3 separate regions of the Sus scrofa genome follow, and regions 1 and 2 are each linked to region 3. Evidence: chromatin contacts called from public HiChIP or PLAC-seq data. All regions are on one chromosome and are shown on one strand. Each heading gives the region's core, a stretch centred on a gene start, on an enhancer-like site or on the middle of the called end of the contact. The rest is flanking DNA. Distances are from core to core; before and after follow the strand shown.

Region 1 (3,053 bases), core at 419-2,918, 630 kb after region 3:
ATCAAATAAGGCACCGAGGTACAGCAGTGGGCCCTGCTTAGCATTTTAGCCATAGCGGCAGAGGCAGCGGCAGCAGCAACAACAGCATTATTGCACTGACACTCAGAGAGGTTAGTTACCGCACTAAAATCTACACTGCTTCAGGGGAGTACAGCACGCGTTCAATCACCCGTTTCTGAACAAACCATATGGCCTTATTACTACAATACACTATCCTTGCCTTTTCCCTTCAACATGACTATGTTTTGGCATAATAATATTCCTTCCAATATGAAGGCTATGTTTAAATCTGGCTGTTCTTGGCAAAGATTTCCTGTGTAAACAATTTTCCAATGACGTTTATGACTGTCGGTATCAAAAGAATTTTCCAAAGCAGACAATTCTGTCTCTGGAGTATAACAAATCAAAGAGAAAAAGGTGTTAAAAATGTATCAATACTACATATGGAATTATACACTCAGTTCCATAAAACCTGGTGTTCTATGGCTTGGATCTACCTACGGAAATGTAATATCCTCTTTACTCTATGGTAAACCTCATAGCCTTGGGAAGCCAACTCCCTTATTTTCCAGGTGAAATTTGATGCTATCTTGACATTCTAGAATCATTTAAACCCCAAATCGTTGAAAGATTTATGACATGTAATCCTAAATGAAATGACATGACTATCTTGGAAATATGGTTATCTGTACAAGCGCTAAATCCTTTGAAATCACTTTTGAAAGTATCAGAATGAGTCAAGGTAAGCCTATTTTAGATAGACATTTTAATCTATTTTATGAGTGTATGTAGTTACAATCAGCTTTTCTCAATGTCCAACTAACTGGTCATTTCTTTAAAAGGACCACGGTCAGATATACTTGCTCAAAGTTCAGGAATGCCTACAAACGCTAAGTTAGTATGACCTAGAATTGCATATTTCGAAGCTATCATCTTTGGCAAGGAGAGAAGGTGATCTAGTGTTATTCTAAATGAGGCATACTGTGCTATAGGAATAAATAAACCCCTAACTTCCCTGGCTGAATAAAGATTTATTACTCACTCATATTTCCTGTTATTACAAATCAGCAGGAACTCTGCACATAGTCATGAATGCAAACATCTTTAGACTCTGCTGTCTGAGTTTATAACATCCAAAATCACAGAAGCAGGGAGGAGGAAGAAAAAAAGAGTATGGAGAACTCGCACCTCTACTAATGCCTTGGGCTGGGAAGCAGCACTCCCACTGCTGGCCTGCTGGTCAGTTAGTCACACAACCCTGCCTAACTGCCGGGGGCCAGGACATCTTTCCACATGCCAGGAAGAAGAGGAGAGAACTATATCCGGTAAGCGACACTAACCTCTCTCACAGACCCAGCGAAAGCTATTGAACGGCAAGTGCAAACAGTAAGTCTATAAAAGATGCTAAAACCTGACTCATAACTTAAGACACATGCATATTTGTTTTCCACAATGAAACACATCTTTCCACAGCTCAGTTTAAGCCACTGATCATATGATCCTCATTACGCTCTAAGGAATTTTTCCTGTACACGCTCATGATCTTTACCTAAAAATGTTTTGCAAAATATGGTCATAAAATTTCCACCAGTGCAAAAGTTCCCCTTTCACTCAGGAGCCCGGGGTAAATTTGGGGCGAGTCATTCGGTCAAATGCCTGTGGTTTGTGACTGGGCCTTCAGGCACAGCTGTAAAGTGCTGTGCTGGACACTGCAGGGCTACAGGGAAGTTGGTGGCAAACTCTTGCAGAACTTCTGCTTTTAGTCCATCAGTTGGCCATTCCCCGCCCCCCCCCCCTGCCCCCAGAAGCCGTGTATACTGCTCAGTCACCACCTCCCCTTGCCTTGGCTATAGGCAGTTTTTGAGAAAAAAGTGCTGTGTATCTGCCAGATTTTTCAGAACCTGAGTCATATTACCATTGTAATCTTGCACAAAGCACTCAGGGATCTTCAGACACATATTAAATGATTAAAATAGTGAGAAGAGTTGCCAAACCAAAGCTTTTGCTTGTATCCAAATCCACCCAAGTTGGCTTTGCAGAGATTGCTTCTACAAACATCAAGGACTCAAAAGAGACAAGAAGTCATCATGGACATTTAAAAGAAATGAACAAAAAAAGCAGTGGTGAGTGGGCCAAAAGTAAGTCAAAAAATCAGAAAGCATTTACAGAAATGACAAGCCCCGATTTACAGCAAGGGAACAGCTCTGTGCATAAGACCAAGAAAGATGACTGACACTCCTCCACTCTCAAAGGAGGGCCTTACAAGACTCGGAGTTCAGCAGCAGGCAATGGTTGTTTTCCTTGTATCCACCTAAAAACCTCTGCTTAATGACTCTGAAGGAAAAGAGGAAGATAAAAACACTGTAGCAGGTTCTTAAGTCTTTCCCTAAAGACTTCAGTTCTCTCATCATCACTATTAAGCAAAGAAGGAGGAATTTTCGAGGGAAAGGTCTCCACCCACTGACGAAAAAGACCCCAAATTGGTAACACCTTAGTTTTTGTTCCCTAAATAAGGGAAACTCTGTTTCTTCCATCCTCCCTCCCACTCTCATATAGCTGCTTTTTATTCCATCAACCCACAGGAAGTTTCTACAGACTCATTAAACTAGACCACTAAAGGTGTCCCACACATGGGGCCATGCTTGTCTCTTGCCTGAAATCCAGCTGTGCTTACAGGAACCAGGGATCTTGAAGTGCATTGCTTTTGACCTTCTGCTTCCTAGAAACAGTGTGTGGGCCACCCACTCTGTCCAGTGTACATAAAACCTTTCCTCTTGAAATCACTTTTTTTCAGTCCCTTAAGTGTTAGTGTGTGTGTTCCTGAGGCTTGTCCTGTTCCCACCACACATGCTTTCACTGGGTGATGCCATCTACTGCTCTGATTTCTGTTATGCTCTGTTTGATTGTGGTGACGATGCTCAAAGTCTTGGCTATGTCCCCAGTATAATCTCAACATGTCCCCAGCTGACCTCAACATCTTCCCCTCATCTTAAACATATCTCTAGAAGCCCTTTGTGTGTGTGTGTGTGGGGGGGCATTTTCAAGCCTACCCC
Region 2 (2,915 bases), core at 283-2,782, 610 kb after region 3:
GGCCAGTTCTGCCAGTTTTCCCAGAGCCCAAAATGCTTCATCCTGAACTTCACCTTGAATTCCTTTTGGAGCATGGCCAGCAACTGCTCTGGCTAATGATTTGATTCTTGTAGAATGGGATGCTGGGTAACATTATTTTGTACTCCCCTCCCTTTTGGTCTTAATTTCTACCGAGGTTTGGGAGGCATTTTATGACCAGTTTGTCCCATGGCTCTAAGAAAGCTCATATCAGGGTTACGTGAGAATTTTGTTTATAGGCCACTCAATGTGCTGTTATTGGACAAGGACCTGTCAACAGTAACTAAAAGCCCCTCCAGACTGTCTGTCTTACTGTCTATTACGGCCCAGGAACTGGTTCCTTCTTGTTGCTTCTTCACATATTTAGAACTATACTCTTCCAATCATTGATCTTCTTCAACAGTGTATTTGGCCCATCCTTTCAAGTTGCCTACTCATCATCATTATTATTATTTTTTCTTTTTATGGTCTCTTCTGTCACATATGGAAGTTCCCCAGCCAGGGGTTGAATTAGAGCTGCAGTTTCCAGCCTACGTCACAGCCACAGGTGCTAGATCCTTAACTCACTGAGCAAGGACAGAGATTGAACCTACATCCTCATGGATACTCTGTCAGGTTCATAACCCACTGAGCCTTAACAGGAACTCCTCGTCATTATTTTTATCAAAGGTTCAGTCACATTTGGTAATACTATCAGTTGATCTAAGAAAGGAATGGAAAATCTGATTTGGGCCAAATTTGAGGATTATAACCTGGGAAGAGCATCTCAGAAAGGACTGTCCTACCCCTTAGAGGTCAAGGCACAGTTATCTAAGTCTTTTGAGACAGAGGGCTCTACATTAAATGATGTGTTATTGAGAGTTTACACAATCCAGAGCTAAAGCTCACTTGGCCCCTTACAAGATCAAGAAGGAATGTTATCTTTAAGGAGTTGTCTTGTAGGCGCTGGAGAATGTTGCTTTTTCTGGTTGAGCAGGTATTTCTGCCCACGGGGGAGGTTAGGTCCCTGCACAGTGGGGGAGAGAGGAGGCCAAAGGGCAGAGACAATTTTTTATGTTTAAATTTTTCTTGCCTAGCCATAAAATAGGAGTTTTATCTCGCACAAGAAAGAGCAATCTTATCAAATAGGCAGAATACAAGTCCTACAACTAGTAACATTAATAAGACCATAAGTAAGCAATGGTATCTTCTAAGGAGTTACCTGGCTGGTGCCAGAAGAAGAAAAATTGACCTTTCTGGCAGAGAAGGTATTTCTGCCCTTGGGGATGTCTGGTTAACACATAATACAGATGCATGATGCACCCTACCAGGGAGGGATCAGGCCCAAACAGGCAGAGAATAATTTTGTCTTGCCCTCAAAGAGGAATTTTACATCATCAACCCCTAAATGTGTTTCTTACAAAAATGAAACATCTTTAGAAGGCAAATGTCTCGGTTCCTTCAAACCAGGGCATGTGACTTCTTTCCAAAATTCTAGCTCTTCCCCATTTTATGACATCTGCATTCTGCATGTATTGTGTTTATCCACATACTTGAATTACACTTAGTCATTAAGCAATGGTAGAGGAACTGGCTCGGAATAGGAATATTTAAAAGCTCATCCTTGACATAAACTAAAGACTGTTTGTTGTTATGACTCTTATGACAGAGCGATTGTAAAATGAGACAGAATATGCTGTTTTGTTTGGTTGAACTATTTTTCTTAGCTGAAGAGATAAAACCAAGGATATGGAGTTCCAAAGTGGCTCACTCAACAAAGATTACACAATTCAGCATTTCAGGCTGTTTTTAACAGGATGATGGGGTATGGGGCCCAAATAAACTTGGAAATTCCCTTAAATCATTAAAAATGGCATGCATTGTGTCAGAGAGGAAAAAAAATTTCCTTCTTCCCTTCTCACTTCTTTAGCTGGTCTAATAATCAAATTGATATAAGACAGATTAAATAGGAGAAAACCGAAGTTTAGTAACATGTATACTTTCTATATACCATGAGAGAGACACGGGAAAACAGTATTTGGCCCAAACGTGCAAAGCCATCCATCCCCTGAAATGCGACCTTCAGCTGAGGTCAAAAGAGGATGTTGAGGGAATGGAGAGGCCATTCTTGGAGGCCACCAGGAAAAGGACAGAGCACTGGGGTAAGGCTGTTAGGCAGGTTTAAGTCCTTGACTTCTCTGTTGATACGAGTTTTTGGTGATAAAGTCACTCCCCTCTTCTTGGTTACAAGAAGGGAGACACCCTTATAATCAGAGATTTGCCTTAGACTGTAAATGTTCTAAAGAAGGACGACTTGTATTTGGTTTTGGTTTTCGGAGTTCCTCCCATGTCTGCTGTTTCTTAAACAACCAGCCTAAACAATCCTTACGCCAAAGGTACATTTTTGAGGAGGCAAATTCGGCTCCCTTATAATTACATTGTATTTGTCCACACATATGGTAAAGTTTTACCCTTCCAACAGAGTCTCCGAAGGGGTCTGTACTTTTAAAAATGTGACACACAGGAGCTCCCATTATGGCGCAACAGTAATGAACCTAACTAGGATCCATGAGGATGAGGGTTCGACCCCTGGCCTTGCTCAGCGGGTTAAGGATCCAGCGTTGCTGTGATCTGTGGTGTAGGCTGGCTGCTGCAGCTCCATTTCAACCCCCGGCCTGGGAACTTCCATATGCTGCCGGTTTGGCTCTCCCCCAAAAAAGGGGATGCAATTACGTTACTGACTCTCCATATTTCAGGTTGCATCTGAAAGCACAAAAATGAGACATTTATTCTTTGTATTTGTTTAACATGTATTAAGTAGTAGTCATGTCACCCCCCCCCACTCCAGGAAACTGCAATTTAATGGAAGTGATGATAATTATATTACTAAGATATATTTATGTTAAAGGATAGTGTTT
Region 3 (2,802 bases), core at 190-2,689:
CTGCTCTCTTGAACTGATGTTGGCTAATTGCGTGGATACCTACAAGTCTCTCTGAATGCACTCTCTCTCTTCACTGGAGGACGCTCAGGCTCAAGGAGTGATGAGGAGACCCAGCTTAGACCAGTTAGACACTGCTCTGTCAGGGAAAAGGTCTCACAGGGAGCATTCCACGACTACGATGAGAAGCTTATCTATACATGAGTGTACATAATCTTACAGGTTGAAAATCTTTTACATTTGAAATGGAGAAGCACATAAGTGGCGGTGCAAAAAAGCCGTGTCACTCACCTGCCCAGGTTGTTCACAGGCGGTCTGGTACCTGGCCTGCTGGCACAGTTCTTTAACCCTCTCATATTTGGGCAGGTGATTTGACTGTTGGATGTTCTTGTTGGAATCTTCCTTCTTACGCAGAAATTTCCTTTGACAGAAAGGGGAAAGCCTCTTATAGGAAATGTGATCTGAAATGACCTTTGCAGGGACCTGCCTGTTCTTTTTCTCCCTGTCACATGACCTCACATTCTCCAAACAGCAAGAAATAGACAGTGTGGCTCTACCCATGGGAGTTCAACATTTCATGAATCCCTGGCAAAAATTAAAAGCTGGGTACTATGAAGAGGAGAAATCAGGAGAGGAAGAATTATTTTCTCCAAAAGCATTCCTTTCAAAACTTGGGGCATACATGTTTTTAACTTTATAGGCTCAAAGTTCTTTTTGGTTATAATGAATGATAGAAATGGTTTTCTCTTGCTCAGCGTAAATATGGAGAAAAACAAAGACAACGGGAATTACAAATCAAAAGCGGAACCCCAGAAGTGACTATGGAGCAATTGCAATCTGATATATTTGTATATTCAAAACGAGGAAAGGCATATAAGGAAAAAAAGCAGAAGTGTCAGGCAGAACTTGGGAAGACGGTTGAGAAAGTCAATATTCTGGTCCATTTAGGAAACCAGGCAGAGAAACGCAATGGTAAATTCATAGCCATATAAGGGCTGCAGTCTCATCTTATAAAAATTTAATTTTCTTCACAATTCTGATGCAACGCTCATTGCTCTGCCGGCCAGTGGAGGATGAGCAGCAAACCATTCCGTCTTATGACCAGGTTTACGAAATCCACACGCTTAGGAAACCAAAATGAGGGGAAAAACATTCTCAGCAGGGAGAGCTGCCCACTAGGACTGGTTCCCAGAAGCACCCCAGAAACCAATAATTACCCTCTTTCCACGAGGAATGTATCACGCCAAATTTTGGCCTTCTTGTTTGTTCGAAACCTGAAAGCAAAATAATAATATTTACCATTGGCATCCGGGCGTTTTTCCAAATGGATCAGTGGTAACAGTTTATTTAAAGCAACACCTCTCACTCCCCGCAGACCAGGACTGCGTCTCCATCAATATGCTGTTTACAAACAGCCGAAAAAAAGTCTCAGCTCGGGGCGATCCTCAGGGGCAAAGCCTATTTTGCCTCCACTTCTTCCAGCTGCTGGCCACCTCTGGGAGCTGGAGTGCCCGGCGCTGGCTGAGGGGAAGGACATTGACGCACCTGTTACCTGGTTTCTCCAGGTCCAGAAGCTTGAGGACAGACTTGCCATCCACGTCGGGAGGCGTGTCGAGCCCAGCAATGTCCAGGATGGTTGGGGCCAGGTCAATGTTTAGAACGATCTGTGGGACTCTGCAAAGGGACAAGTGGTTACATGATGGAGCCAGCACCAGTGGAGGGTGCCACTAAGCCCTTTCTCCATCCCATGACTCACTGGCCCTCACTGCTTCTCAGCCTCTCCATTGGTCCCCCTAGGGATGGGAGGGCTTCTGAGTGGTTAGCAGGCAGGGTGGGACAAGATTAACCAACTCTCACAGTGGGTCAGGCTGGAAAAATGCCTGCATCCCTAAGCCCTGCCCTCACGGCAGACACTCTGGGACCTGATATTTGGTTTTTCTCCGATGTATACTTTCTTTTGAAACCCGACAGCCCATCACTTCTCTGTTGAACTGGGGCTTTGCAATCAGTCTTCTGAAAAAGGACACAAGGTTTTTATACTTGAATTCAGTCCTTGCAACCTAGTCTTTCAAACAGAAAGCCTTCTAACTGTAGATCTGATGATCCTCCAGGGGTGTCTAATGATCTGAGAGACACAGTAACATGCTTCAAAGTGACCCTGTTGACTGCCAGCCCCTCCCCCAAGGATGCAGATAATGCAGCAGTTGGAATGAGTGAGATGGGGTGGATGTGACTCAGAATGTCTAAGACCTGAGCCCCACTGCTGCTACTTCTAGGACCAGTGTGCATACATGGTCTGTGGAGCTTCTTCCCTGTGAAATCAGGGGTCCAGGCAGGGTGCTCATTAAGGGCTGATCCAGCTTTTGAATTTTCCTTGCACTCTTTTCCTTCACCCTTTTTTTTTTTCCTCACAGGCAGCATTTGGAAATTCCCAGGTCAGGGATCAAACTCTCGCCACAGAAGTGACAACACTGGATCCTTAACCCAGTGAGCCATCAGGGAACTCCCAGAATATTCTTAATCAATCTGAGAGATACATGCAATTCAAAACATAGAAACTATAATGATCACCTAGTGGTTACTTCAAGAAAGGGAAGTTCCCAGGCCAGGGATAGAACCTGAGCCACAGCAGTGACAATCCTGAGTCTTTAACCACTCGGCCACCAGAAAACTCCCTCATTCTTTCTGTAATTGTTTCATGTACATGATCTCATTTTATACAAAACATTCTGATGTGATTGGCAGGGCATATGATAACCATTTTTTGATGGGAATACCGAGCTACAAAGGGATGCAGTGACTTGC

What was found. HiChIP or PLAC-seq counts read pairs in DNA pulled down with a chosen protein or histone mark.
Region 1: a contact with region 3 is called in an H3K27ac HiChIP or PLAC-seq map of alveolar macrophages. The contact joins two enhancer-like sites. A contact is called at or near these places in 14 of 47 Hi-C or Micro-C datasets (alveolar macrophages, embryonic fibroblasts, fetal heart ventricle and 9 more) and 2 of 2 datasets of contacts at active chromatin or transcription factors (alveolar macrophages and skeletal muscle).
Region 2: an H3K27ac HiChIP or PLAC-seq map of alveolar macrophages shows a contact between it and region 3. The contact joins two enhancer-like sites. A contact is called at or near these places in 6 of 47 Hi-C or Micro-C datasets (alveolar macrophages, embryonic fibroblasts, fetal heart ventricle and 3 more) and 1 of 2 datasets of contacts at active chromatin or transcription factors (alveolar macrophages).

What each region holds. Positions count from the first base shown.
Region 1 is chr4:66,271,538-66,274,590 of Sscrofa11.1, forward strand. No RefSeq gene overlaps it. Among named protein-coding and RNA genes, the nearest start is that of C4H8orf34, 360 kb to the right of the region's middle. Within about 2 kb of position 1,669, at least 15 of the 83 cell types and tissues checked have an H3K27ac peak or open chromatin away from gene starts, as enhancers often do. A contact at or near this core is called in alveolar macrophages and retroperitoneal adipose tissue, where this site is marked.
Region 2 is chr4:66,249,264-66,252,178 of Sscrofa11.1, forward strand. No RefSeq gene overlaps it. Among named protein-coding and RNA genes, the nearest start is that of C4H8orf34, 390 kb to the right of the region's middle. Within about 2 kb of position 1,533, at least 5 of the 83 cell types and tissues checked have an H3K27ac peak or open chromatin away from gene starts, as enhancers often do. A contact at or near this core is called in alveolar macrophages, where this site is marked.
Region 3 is chr4:65,638,847-65,641,648 of Sscrofa11.1, forward strand. It overlaps SULF1 (extracellular sulfatase Sulf-1), which reads right to left. Exons shown (of 22, transcript XM_021089268.1): 10 at 1,543-1,671; 11 at 1,215-1,271; 12 at 289-418. Among named protein-coding and RNA genes, the nearest start is that of SULF1, 140 kb to the right of the region's middle. Within about 2 kb of position 1,440, at least 7 of the 83 cell types and tissues checked have an H3K27ac peak or open chromatin away from gene starts, as enhancers often do. A contact at or near this core is called in alveolar macrophages and retroperitoneal adipose tissue, where this site is marked.